Linked DNA regions of Sus scrofa: region 2 is linked to region 1. A link is a contact called in public Hi-C data. All regions are on one chromosome and are shown on one strand. Each heading gives the region's core, a stretch centred on a gene start, on an enhancer-like site or on the middle of the called end of the contact. The rest is flanking DNA. Distances are from core to core; before and after follow the strand shown.

Region 1 (4,999 bases), core at 864-3,363:
CAACAGAACAGAGAAGGATGGGGGGTTGCAAAACGTGAGTCATGTGGCCATCAGCAGGACAAAGATCATACAAAACAAAAATACTACAGTGAGCTTCAAATTTCTAACACCGTAAGGCTTGCCAATGACTGAACTTACAGCTGCCTTCCTCCCCCCAAAAGTCTTTGGGAATTACAGCAATTTACTGGATAACTTTGCTTAGGGGAAAATCATGTAATTGTGACAAGCCCAATGCAAGTCGGACCTCGAGGGATCGGCTTCCTGGAGCTAAAGACACCTGGAATGAACTGATCTCAGCTCCAAGAGCAGCAACCCCTCCTCCCAAACACACACGCTATACACACTCCTCTTCTGGGAGGAACAGTGGCCAAAAGAGGCTCTTACTTCAGTACCAGTACCCTTCAAGTGGAAGCTCACCTCAAGGCTCACAAATCAATACTGTAATTAATTATCTGAATTCATCCAAAGCCAAGAAATAAACATCAGGCGTCTCATGAAAAATTAAGAGTCACATGCTGGTTTGTTCTAACTGGAGTAGTTAAATTCCTCTAAAAAGCACCCTCACATAAATCAAGTTTACAGATAAATATGCAATTTTACCACAAAAGGAACCCAATCCAAAAACCGAAATCTCTTCCCTGGAAACAAATACCATTCTCTTTCAGGTTTCCACAGAGAGCACAAAAATCTGTATTTTGCTACCCTCATACCAATGTTGAAAATGTACCAGATTTGACCTTTGATTTTTCTGACCTAAAAATGCAGGTGCCAGTAATTTTGGTGACAAATGATGGCTATGGGGGAGGGGTGCTGCTCAAATTAATCTTCTGGATATAGTTAAATGTTTTCCCTGGAAATGAAGAAGTGCCAAAAAAAAAAAAAAAAAAAAAGCAAGAGCCATTATCAACTCTCCTGGATCAATACTTATGGTTGGTGATGGTCTCCGCTTTGGCTAAAAAAAAATCTCAGATTCAGGTTAATAAATATCCAGAAATGTAGACTTTCCAAAAGTTACCAAAAAGATGGAATGCATTTTACAATAAGGCTTAAATCCTTCAAAGCGTTTTTCCTTAAGAGACGAGGTATCTTTCAATCAGGCTGAGTACGTAACTAAAGTACTGACTTATCTCTAGTGAAACAATGTAATTATTTCCCTCTGGCTAAAGTTAGAGTGAAATCATCAAATGCTGCCCTAGTTTCTGAGGTTCAGACCTCAGGAACCAGCACACATGCACCACCAGTCCACTCTGAGAACAACTTCGCAAAGACACTAGTTTCCCATTTCTCTAGGATTCAAACTGGTAGTAACAAGTTCCCTTGCCTGCCTTAGCCCGAGGGCTTCCGAAACCCCAGAGTCGTCCCCTAAAGGACAGGACCTCCTTTAAGACAAGGTTTTGGCGCACTTTCTCCCTTCTAAAGCAGAGGTGATCATGTTCCTTTATCAGGGGGCAAATTCCACTCGCAGAAGACAGGGCTGGGGCGGGAGGGGGGTGTTCTCTTCCTCGAGACCCAGGTTGACAGTGACAGTGGGGTTTCGGGGCTCTCCGGGGAAGGGCACGCGGGGGTGGGAAGGGGCTTGACCCAACAATGCTCGGGCGCAGGTCCCAGTTACCTTGCAGCGCCGCGGCGTCCGCCGCCTCCAGGTCGCGGTAGATGTGGCGCACCATGCCCGCCGTCTCCTCGTTGCTCTGCGTGTTGATGTCCCAGAGCACCAGCAGCGCCCGGCGCCGGGCGAACTCGAGCGCGAAGAGGCGACCCAGGCCGCTGCCGGCGCCCGTAATGAGGCACACCTGGCCCGCCACGCTCTTCTCCTTGGGCCGCACCAGCCAGCGCGCCGCGGCCAGCACGAACGCCCAGAGCACTTTGAAAGTGACCACGAAGAACTCCACCACGATGTTCATCGCGACGGCCGGGTCTCCGCAGGAGCCCAGCGCCCGCGTCCGCGCCCACCCCGTGCCGCGCAGCCCGGTTCCCGGCCCCGGGGCGCTTGTCAGAGCGGCCGGGACAGAAGGCAGCGCCCCGCGCCCGCCCCCGAGGTGCCCGCCGGGCTAGAGTGCGCGGCGCCACTCCCGCTCGGGCTCGTCGCGGTGGCCCCGGGCTGTGCCCGCCGCCGCAGCCACCCGACTCGGCGCCTCCTGCCGGCGGCCGCCCGCCCGTCCCGGAGCGCCCGCCCCGCCGGCCGGTCCCGCTGCAGCGGCGGTGACAGCCGCGAGTTAGGCGGCGCGCGTGGCTCTCATGGCCAAGCTGCCGCCGCCCGAGCGCCCCCGGAGCCGGCGCTGCGGCTCCCTCTCACCCCGGGGGAGGGGCGCACAGCGGAGACGGCACGGGCCGGCCGGCCGCCGCGGAGTTGTCAACTTAACCCAAGTTGCTAGAGGGTGGGAGAGTGGGGTGCGGGGCAGCGGGAACGCCTGGAAGGGGCGACTCGTTCCGCGCAGGCGAGCGCTCCGCAACGGCTTGCAGCTGCCTCCGCGGTCTCGTGTCCCCCTGCCCTGCACTCCCCGCGGCTGTCACTCGGGCACCGGGCTCCGGAGCACAGCGCCGCTTGCAAGTCGGAGCGCTCCCGGCCGCCTCTGAGAGGGCTCCACACTCCGCGCTATATAACCCGCGACCGGGAAGAGCCGGCGGCGGCATCGGCCCTCCCTCCGCTCGGCCTTCCCCGCCCCGGGCGCACCCCGCCCCCGGCCCAGCCCCCAGCCCGCCCGCCCGTCGTCCGCCGAACCGCGGCGGGGCAGCCCCTCTCACAGGGCCGTGGCTGCAGCCTCCAGCCCTCCTCGCACCTCCCTTCGCGGTTCACGCCCCCTGCCGTGGGGTGTCCCGGCCTCCGCCTGCCAAGCCCGACGGTCGGCAGTGCCCCGGCCATCCTCCTCCGGCCGTCGGGTCCTCGCTTGTCCCTGACTCGTCACTTTGGTTAACCAGGGGGCTCTGGGCGGCCCCGCCTGCGATCAGGCGCTGCAGAAGACAGCCCTGCGGGCTGAAGGAACGAAGAGAAGGACCTCAGCAGCGCGGCAACCGTCGTGCCTGTCTGCCACTAGGGTTGGGAAAGAGCCGAGAAGGCGATCAAAAGCCGGAGAGGCTTAGAATCGTAGTTGGTCCTTTGGAAGGTGGGCCAAAGGGCTCTCACTTTCCCCGGCTGGAATCACCACCACCGTGGTTCCCTACAGTCTCGGTCAAGTGTTGCCCTCCCGCCGGACGGGCAACGAAAGTGATGCATGCCGGGATTTGTAGTTCGCGCCTTGTTGGCGTGTCATTTGCAATATTACTGGGTAGAATACGAGCCGTATTCTGTCAACGCAGCCTAGGGACTAGGACCCCAAATAGTCTAGGCGTCAGCACTCTTTGCTCTCATCGTATTGATTAAAGAGTCTAACCAATGCATTCATTTTTCCCATAAGAATTTTACTCGAAACTTGGTCGTACGACGCTGAATCAGGAAGTTCTTAATTCTGCGTCCGCAAGGCGAATTCTCACTTCTGAATTCTTTTCTGGCTTATCCTGGGACACCTATGAGTCGTGGGGCTTCACGCTCGCCGACTTTAAGTGGACAGCGCGCATGCGCTAACTTCCTCTTTCCCGGCTGGAACCATGGAGGGCGCAGAGTAAGTTGCTCCTCGTCTTCTCCAGAATCCTTCTCCATCCCCGAAACCAGAGACCTTTTGTCTCCCTTTCCCCCGGTCCGATTGTAGCATGTACTTTTGCCAGCCTATATGGGTGTTTGTGACGCTGTGTGACACTAGCGGTGGTCTCAGGCTAAGATGAGATTCCGGCGGCCTTGGGGCGGAGGCTTTGGAAACACCAGGAGCAAGGTGTGAGCGCTGAATGTGTGCGGGACTGACCAGTTGTCCAGTTTCCCTTCTTTTCAGGGAGACTCAGAGCCTCTGAATTGGGTTCTTCCGTGGCTGCTGTTTGCCCCAAGCGTCCCTGCCCCCCGGCCTTTACTTACAGCATGTGGAGTTTGAGGCTTGAACCGGGGCGGCAGTTGAGGTTTTGTTTTGAGATTCTTACACCTTTTTAGATTGATTGGTAGTTCGCTGTCATTGTCTTGCATCAGTCGCATATTTTAGCTGTCTGTATTTTTGTTGTGGGAGCCTGGAACTGATGGTAGATTAAGTCTGAATTGACTGTTTTTGTGACTCTTGGTCTGTGTTGAAAGTAGGGTAAAATGGCCCAGAAGTTCCCTCAAATCTGTTTCTCGCAACAGGGCGTGCTACGGCAATTGAAAATACATTTAGAGCCACAGGCATTAATAGCGTTGAGACAGCGTTTTAGATAGAACAGGGGAATGCTGCGATGCTGTGAGCGTTCGAACTATTAATGTTAATGTTTTGTCTGGCAGTGTCAAAGAGAAGAAAAAGAAGGTTCCTGCTGTGCCAGAAACCCTTAAGAAAAAGCGAAAGAATTTCGCAGAGCTTAGGATTAAGCGCCTGAGAAAGAAGTTTGCCCAGAAGATGGTAAGTAAGTTTTTTTGTGGCATCGGTTGTAGCATCTCTCTTTTAGAATGTCAGCACATGCTTTTGTGGAAAAAGGTTCAAGGGAAGGGTTTATACTTAACTGATAGTGCTAATTTTGAGTGGAAGCTAAAAAGCAGATGAGTAACTGGTGTTGGTTTTCAGCTTCGAAAGGCAAGGAGGAAGCTTATCTACGAAAAAGCCAAGCACTATCACAAGGAATACAGGCAAATGTACAGAACTGAGATTCGAATGGCTAGGATGGCAAGAAAAGCTGGCAACTTCTATGTACCTGCGGAACCCAAATTGGCATTTGTCATCAGGATCAGAGGGTGAGTTCAGTTTTTATTGGCTTCTGGTTTTAAAGAGAGAGGTACCCAATCCTAGGGAAACTTCACGACAGGAGCAAGGAAATAGAAATATTGGGGGTGGTAAGTAGAACAGGGGTTTTGTTCTGTTGTTTTTGGTTTAATGCAGCTGCACCTGCAGCTTATGGAAGTTCCTCAGCTGGGGGTCACATTGGTGTTACAGCTGACACCTTCACGGAAGCTTGT
Region 2 (5,059 bases), core at 883-3,382, 230 kb after region 1:
CTAGCCTGGGAACTCCATATGCCACAGGTGCAGCCCTGAAAAAAAAAGCAAAAAGTGTAGTAAATGAAATTCTATAAAAGAGATAATGGAGTCCTTTTCAGTCAAAAATGTAAATCAGAGACAATAGTGTGTTCATGATTTACGTACTTGTCACTGATTTAGCAGTGCAACTTGAAAAACTGTCTACTCTTTCTTGGATTTCAGTGTCCTTTATCTTAAAATAATGGAGGTGGCCTAGATTATTCCTTGGGTCTTGGGCTAGAACCTTGAAAGAGATCTTCATTTTATGTTTTAAGTAAACTTTAAGAATGGTTTTAAATTTATAGAATGTAGTAACAATACATTATTAACTAAGTCCGTGCTTTATTCAGATTTCCTTAGTTTTTACATAAGGTGCTTTTCCAGCTGCAGGATCCCAACCAGGACACCACATAACATTTAGTCCTCATGTTTTCTCAGGCATCTCTTGCCTGCACTAGTTTCTCAGATCTTCCTTGGTTTTGATGACCTTGAAATTTTTGGGGTACCTCTCTACTGAAATTTGTCTGATACTTTTTTCTTTTTTTTTTTTTGCCTTTTCTAGGGCTGCTCCCGTGGCATATGGAGGTTCCCAGGCTAGGGGTCTAATCAGAGCCATAGCCACCGGCCTATGCCAGAGCCACAGCAACGCGGGATTCCAGCCACATCTGCAACCCACACCACAGCTCACAGCAACGCCAGATCCTTAACCCCACTGAGCGAGGCCAGGGATCGAACTGGCGTCCTCATGAATACTAGTCAGGTTCCTTACTGCTGAGTCACGACAGGAACTCCTGGAACAACCCTTTTAACTTATCCATACTTTTAGGTTGCTCAACTCTATAAACTGAGATTACCTGCCTAACTGAAGGTATAACTGTGAAGAGAAACTCTGTCAATACCGTTTTTTAAATATTTAATTTCCTATTAAATACTATCCTGGGGGGTGTACTCAGCTGCAATAAGTTGAGTTCAGACTCAGATAAATACCAGAGCATCTTCCGATTATCATTCAAAAAGTCAGCCAGCCTTCCTACAGGTCAATGTCTTTGTCCATCATTTACAGGCTGTCTTGTCCAGGCGGTGAACTTAATCGTCAATTACTTTTATTCAGAAGCCTACCGTGGGCAAGCAAGCCAAATGAGGTTTAAAAAGCTTACAAAGTATTAGAAAACATTGGAATTCCGGTAGTGGCTAAGTAGTAGCGAACCCGACTAGGATCCATAAGAACGCGGGTTCGACCCCTAGCCTCGTTCAGTGGGCTAAGGATCGACGGTTTGGATACCTTGTTGCTGTGGCGTAGGCGAGCTGCAGCTCTGACTGGACCCCTATCCTGGAAAGTTCCATATGCTGTGGGTGCGGCCTTAAAAAACAAACAAATAAATAAATAAAGTAATAGAAAACACTAATGCCAAGGTCACAGTGACTTGCTAAATAAATGCCATTACAGGAGTACCTCAGTCGAGGAAAGCAACACAAGCGCCAATGGAAACAAAAGGAATAGGACACCGAGTTAGTTAAAATTTTGTACATTTTAACTCAGTGCTCTATCTACTCTAAATGGGTCTTGATCTTACTTTACCGAGGAGAAAAACAACACTTGAGAAACTGTTAAGAGGCGGATGCGGGATTCGAGCCAACGTTTGTATCCAAACCAGGGGCCTCCCGCTGCGGCGCCGTAGCAGCCCAATCGCCCGCCCTGCCGGGGCACAGCACTGCAAACCAGGCCTCGGCTCGGGTGCGCCCGGCACTCACCCTCTGCGCTGTCGCGGGTCCGGTGGAAGTCGCCGGAGCGGCCGTCACGGAACGCCCGGCAAAGGGACAGGCAGAGGAAATCCAGCATCCAGCCAGCAGCAACAGCCTCGGCCTCAGCCACTAGGCCAGCGTCCTCCTCTTCCGGGGGAGCCCCCAACTGCACCTGGCACTCGAGCAGTTCCTGGCACTCAAACTGCTCCTGATCCTCTCTCGCCGTTTCTGCCATCTGCTCCTCCGGGAGCTCTGCATCCTCGCCATCCGCACGACCCCGCGGGCTCGGAGCCGCTGAGGGGGTGCCCTCCGCCATGTTAAACAGCTCGCGCCGTTCAGACCTTCCTGACGCCGACCGGCGATTGGCTCGCTCTGGAGGGCGAAGGGCGGGACCGCGGAGGATCACTTCCGCCCGCGAAAACCCACCAATCACACTGCGGGGAAGGACCAGCGACTTGAGTCTGGCTTCTGATTGGCCTAGAGCTGCTCTCACAGCTGGACCTTGAATTCGCCGCAGTTCAGGGCCGCCTCTTTGTTGGTAAACCAAACAAGTTCAAATTGGGTGTGGCGAGAGGTTTGGAAGCGGTGGGGCAGTTTTATCCTCATGGTACGATGCTGCATTGACTAGAACACGGTTGGTTAAAATGGAAAAAGGTTTTATGCACAGTGTGCTTCAAAAAGAGGCGATTAAAACTTGTCACGATTATTTAAGCGTGACACTTTCTATCCCCGTATTCACTTAGCAGGTACTGTGTGATTATGAACCCACATTGTTCCAACAGAGTTAGAGCTGTGCTTCGCCAACCTGAACTGGCATCAGAATCATTCCTCACAGATTGCGGGGCTTCTCCCCCAGAGTTTCTGTTCCATAGGTCTGAATATTCGAAGGTGGTACTGAGACTGATAGTCTGGGGACCAAATTTTGAGAATTAGAAAGAGTATTTTGGAGTTCCCATCGTGGCGCAGCGGAAACGAATCCGACTAGGAACCGTGAGGTTGCAGGTTCGATCCCTGGCCTCGCTCAGTGGGTTAAGGATCCCGCGTTGCCTTGAGCTGCAGTGTAGGTCACAGACGCGGCTGGGATCCCGAGTTGCTGTGGCTGTGGCATAGGCCGGCGGCTACAGCTCCGATTAAACCCCTAGCCTGGGAACCTCCATATGCCGCGGGTGGCGTCCTAAAAAGACAGAAAAGGCAAAAAAAAAAAAAAAGAGTGTTTTATTATGGAAATGATGTCAGTCAGGTCCCTAAACAGACTATAGAATTCAGCGGGCACAAGAAGTGAACACTTATTTTGAATTTTGAAACTTAACCTTTGAGCGCAAGAAAGGATTGGGGGAGGGATCTGGCTATGTTCTATTTATCTATTGAGTCACAGTTACATCAGTGTAATCACTTTATGAAAATTCATTGAACGTGATATATGCACTTTTCAGTGTGTGCCTTCTAATTGAAAAAAGTTTACTTTAAAAACCTTTCTGGGAGTTCCCGTCATAGCTCAGTGGTTAATAAACCAGAGTAGTATCCATGAGGATGCGGATACCATCCGTGGTCTTGCTCAGTGAGTTAAAGATCTGGAGTTGCGGTAAACCGTGGTGTAGGTTGCAGACATGACTTGGATCCGGTGTTGCTTTGGCTGTGGCATAGGCAGACAGGCTGTAGCTCTGATTCAACCCCTAGCCTGGGAACCTGCATATGCCGCAGGTTTGGCCCTAAAAAGACAAAAGACAAACAAAAAAACAAAACAAAACAAAAAACAGCAAAAAACCTTTCTGTTTATATAGCACGTGCAACATCATCAAAGCCTTTATGTTTTAATTTTACACATTTATTATTATTATCATTATTTTCCTTTAGGGCCGAACTTGCACAAATGGAGGTTCCCAGGCTAGGGGTCTAATCGGAGCTGTTGCTGCCGGCCTACACCACAGCCACAGCAACGCCAGATCGGAGCCTCCTCTGTGACCTGCACCACAGCTCACCACAACACGGGATCCTTAACCCACTGAGTGAAGCCAGGGATCATACCCTCAACCTCATGATTCCTAGTCAGATTTGTTCCACTGCACCAGGATGGGAACTCCTACACATTTATTATTGCTTTAAAGCTATAGTTTAAATGTTGAATCATTAAAACACTATATTATGTCTTTTAAGAATGCCTAGGTTGGGGAGTTCCCATTGTGACTCAGAGGAAACAAATCCAACTAATATCCATGATAATGCGTGTTCCATCCCCTGGCCTCCATCAGTGGGTTGGAGATCTGGCATTGCTGTGAGCTGTGGTTTAGGTCACAGACTCGGCTCAGATTCCAAGTTGCAGTGGCTGTGGTGTAGGCCGGGCAGCTGTAGCTCTGATTCGACCCCTAGCCTAGCCTCGAAACTTCTGTATGCTGCTGGTTGGGCCCTAAAAAACAAAAAACAAACAAAAAAAGAATGCCTAGATTGGAATATCCATCCACTACGGTTAACCCACTAGCTGTGTGACCTTGGGTGAATCATGCCTTCATGTTCTCTTCTGTATACTGTGTATGGTAATAACACCGTAGAAGGAATTGTTCCTTCAGCTTCTAATGGTCCTATGGCAATAAATCCTGTTTACAAACAATACAGAGGAATAGGTCTAAGGGATTAAGAGTTGCAGTTCATTGTGAATTTAGCAAACAAACCCCAGGTTTCCAAACTGGAACTTTTTTGTCACGCAGGTCTCTCAGATGGGGCCTTCTTTCTTTCCTCCAATCCTCCTTTGCTTCTTCCCAGCAGGGAGTTAATGGTTATTCTTAAATATGTCAACCAATTTATTCAGAGCCACAAACTAAACCTAGGGAATTTTCCTGTGGAATCATTTACTGAAAGATTCAGGGAAATGAAACATTTTTATCTATCAAGTAATAATATGTAATGAAGTGGAATGAAAAGTGTATACTTCTGGTTAGGATTTAACCATAATTGTCAACAAAATTTTAGTTTGGGGCTACTTCCAGCTATATACTGTATTCTCTGGCCTCTTTCCTTACTGGTAGTTCACTGAAGAAAAGTTAAGAAGCACTGTCCTACTAGAGTGGATAAAAACGTTATTTTAAGGAGTTCTCTTGTTGATGCAGTGGATTAAGGATACAGTATTGTCATTGCAGCAGCTCAGGTCACTGCTGTGTCGCAGGTGTGATCTCTGGCCTGGGAACTACCATCTATTGTGTTTGAGGTCAAAATAATAATAATAATAATAATAATAATAATTTTAAAGTCCTATCCCAACAGACAGTCAATAATACAGTCTTATTGGATTATGGGCCAGAAA

The links. Hi-C and Micro-C count contacts between places; a contact is called where the count stands out from the background.
Region 2: a contact with region 1 is called in a Hi-C map of skeletal muscle, with 7 times the contacts expected there. The contact joins the promoter of TERF1 here to the promoter of RDH10 in region 1. A contact is called at or near these places in 3 of 47 Hi-C or Micro-C datasets (heart right ventricle, liver and skeletal muscle) and 1 of 2 datasets of contacts at active chromatin or transcription factors (alveolar macrophages).

The regions. Positions count from the first base shown.
Region 1 is chr4:62,598,868-62,603,866 of Sscrofa11.1, forward strand. It overlaps RDH10 (retinol dehydrogenase 10), which reads right to left and starts at 2,114. Exons shown (of 6, transcript XM_021089230.1): 1 at 1,613-2,114. The coding sequence starts at 1,901. It overlaps RPL7 (ribosomal protein L7), which reads left to right and starts at 3,563. Exons shown (of 7, transcript NM_001113217.1): 1 at 3,563-3,596; 2 at 4,334-4,448; 3 at 4,611-4,777. The coding sequence starts at 3,583.
Region 2 is chr4:62,829,327-62,834,385 of Sscrofa11.1, forward strand. It overlaps TERF1 (telomeric repeat-binding factor 1), which reads right to left and starts at 2,133. Exons shown (of 10, transcript XM_005663028.3): 1 at 1,774-2,133. The coding sequence starts at 2,080.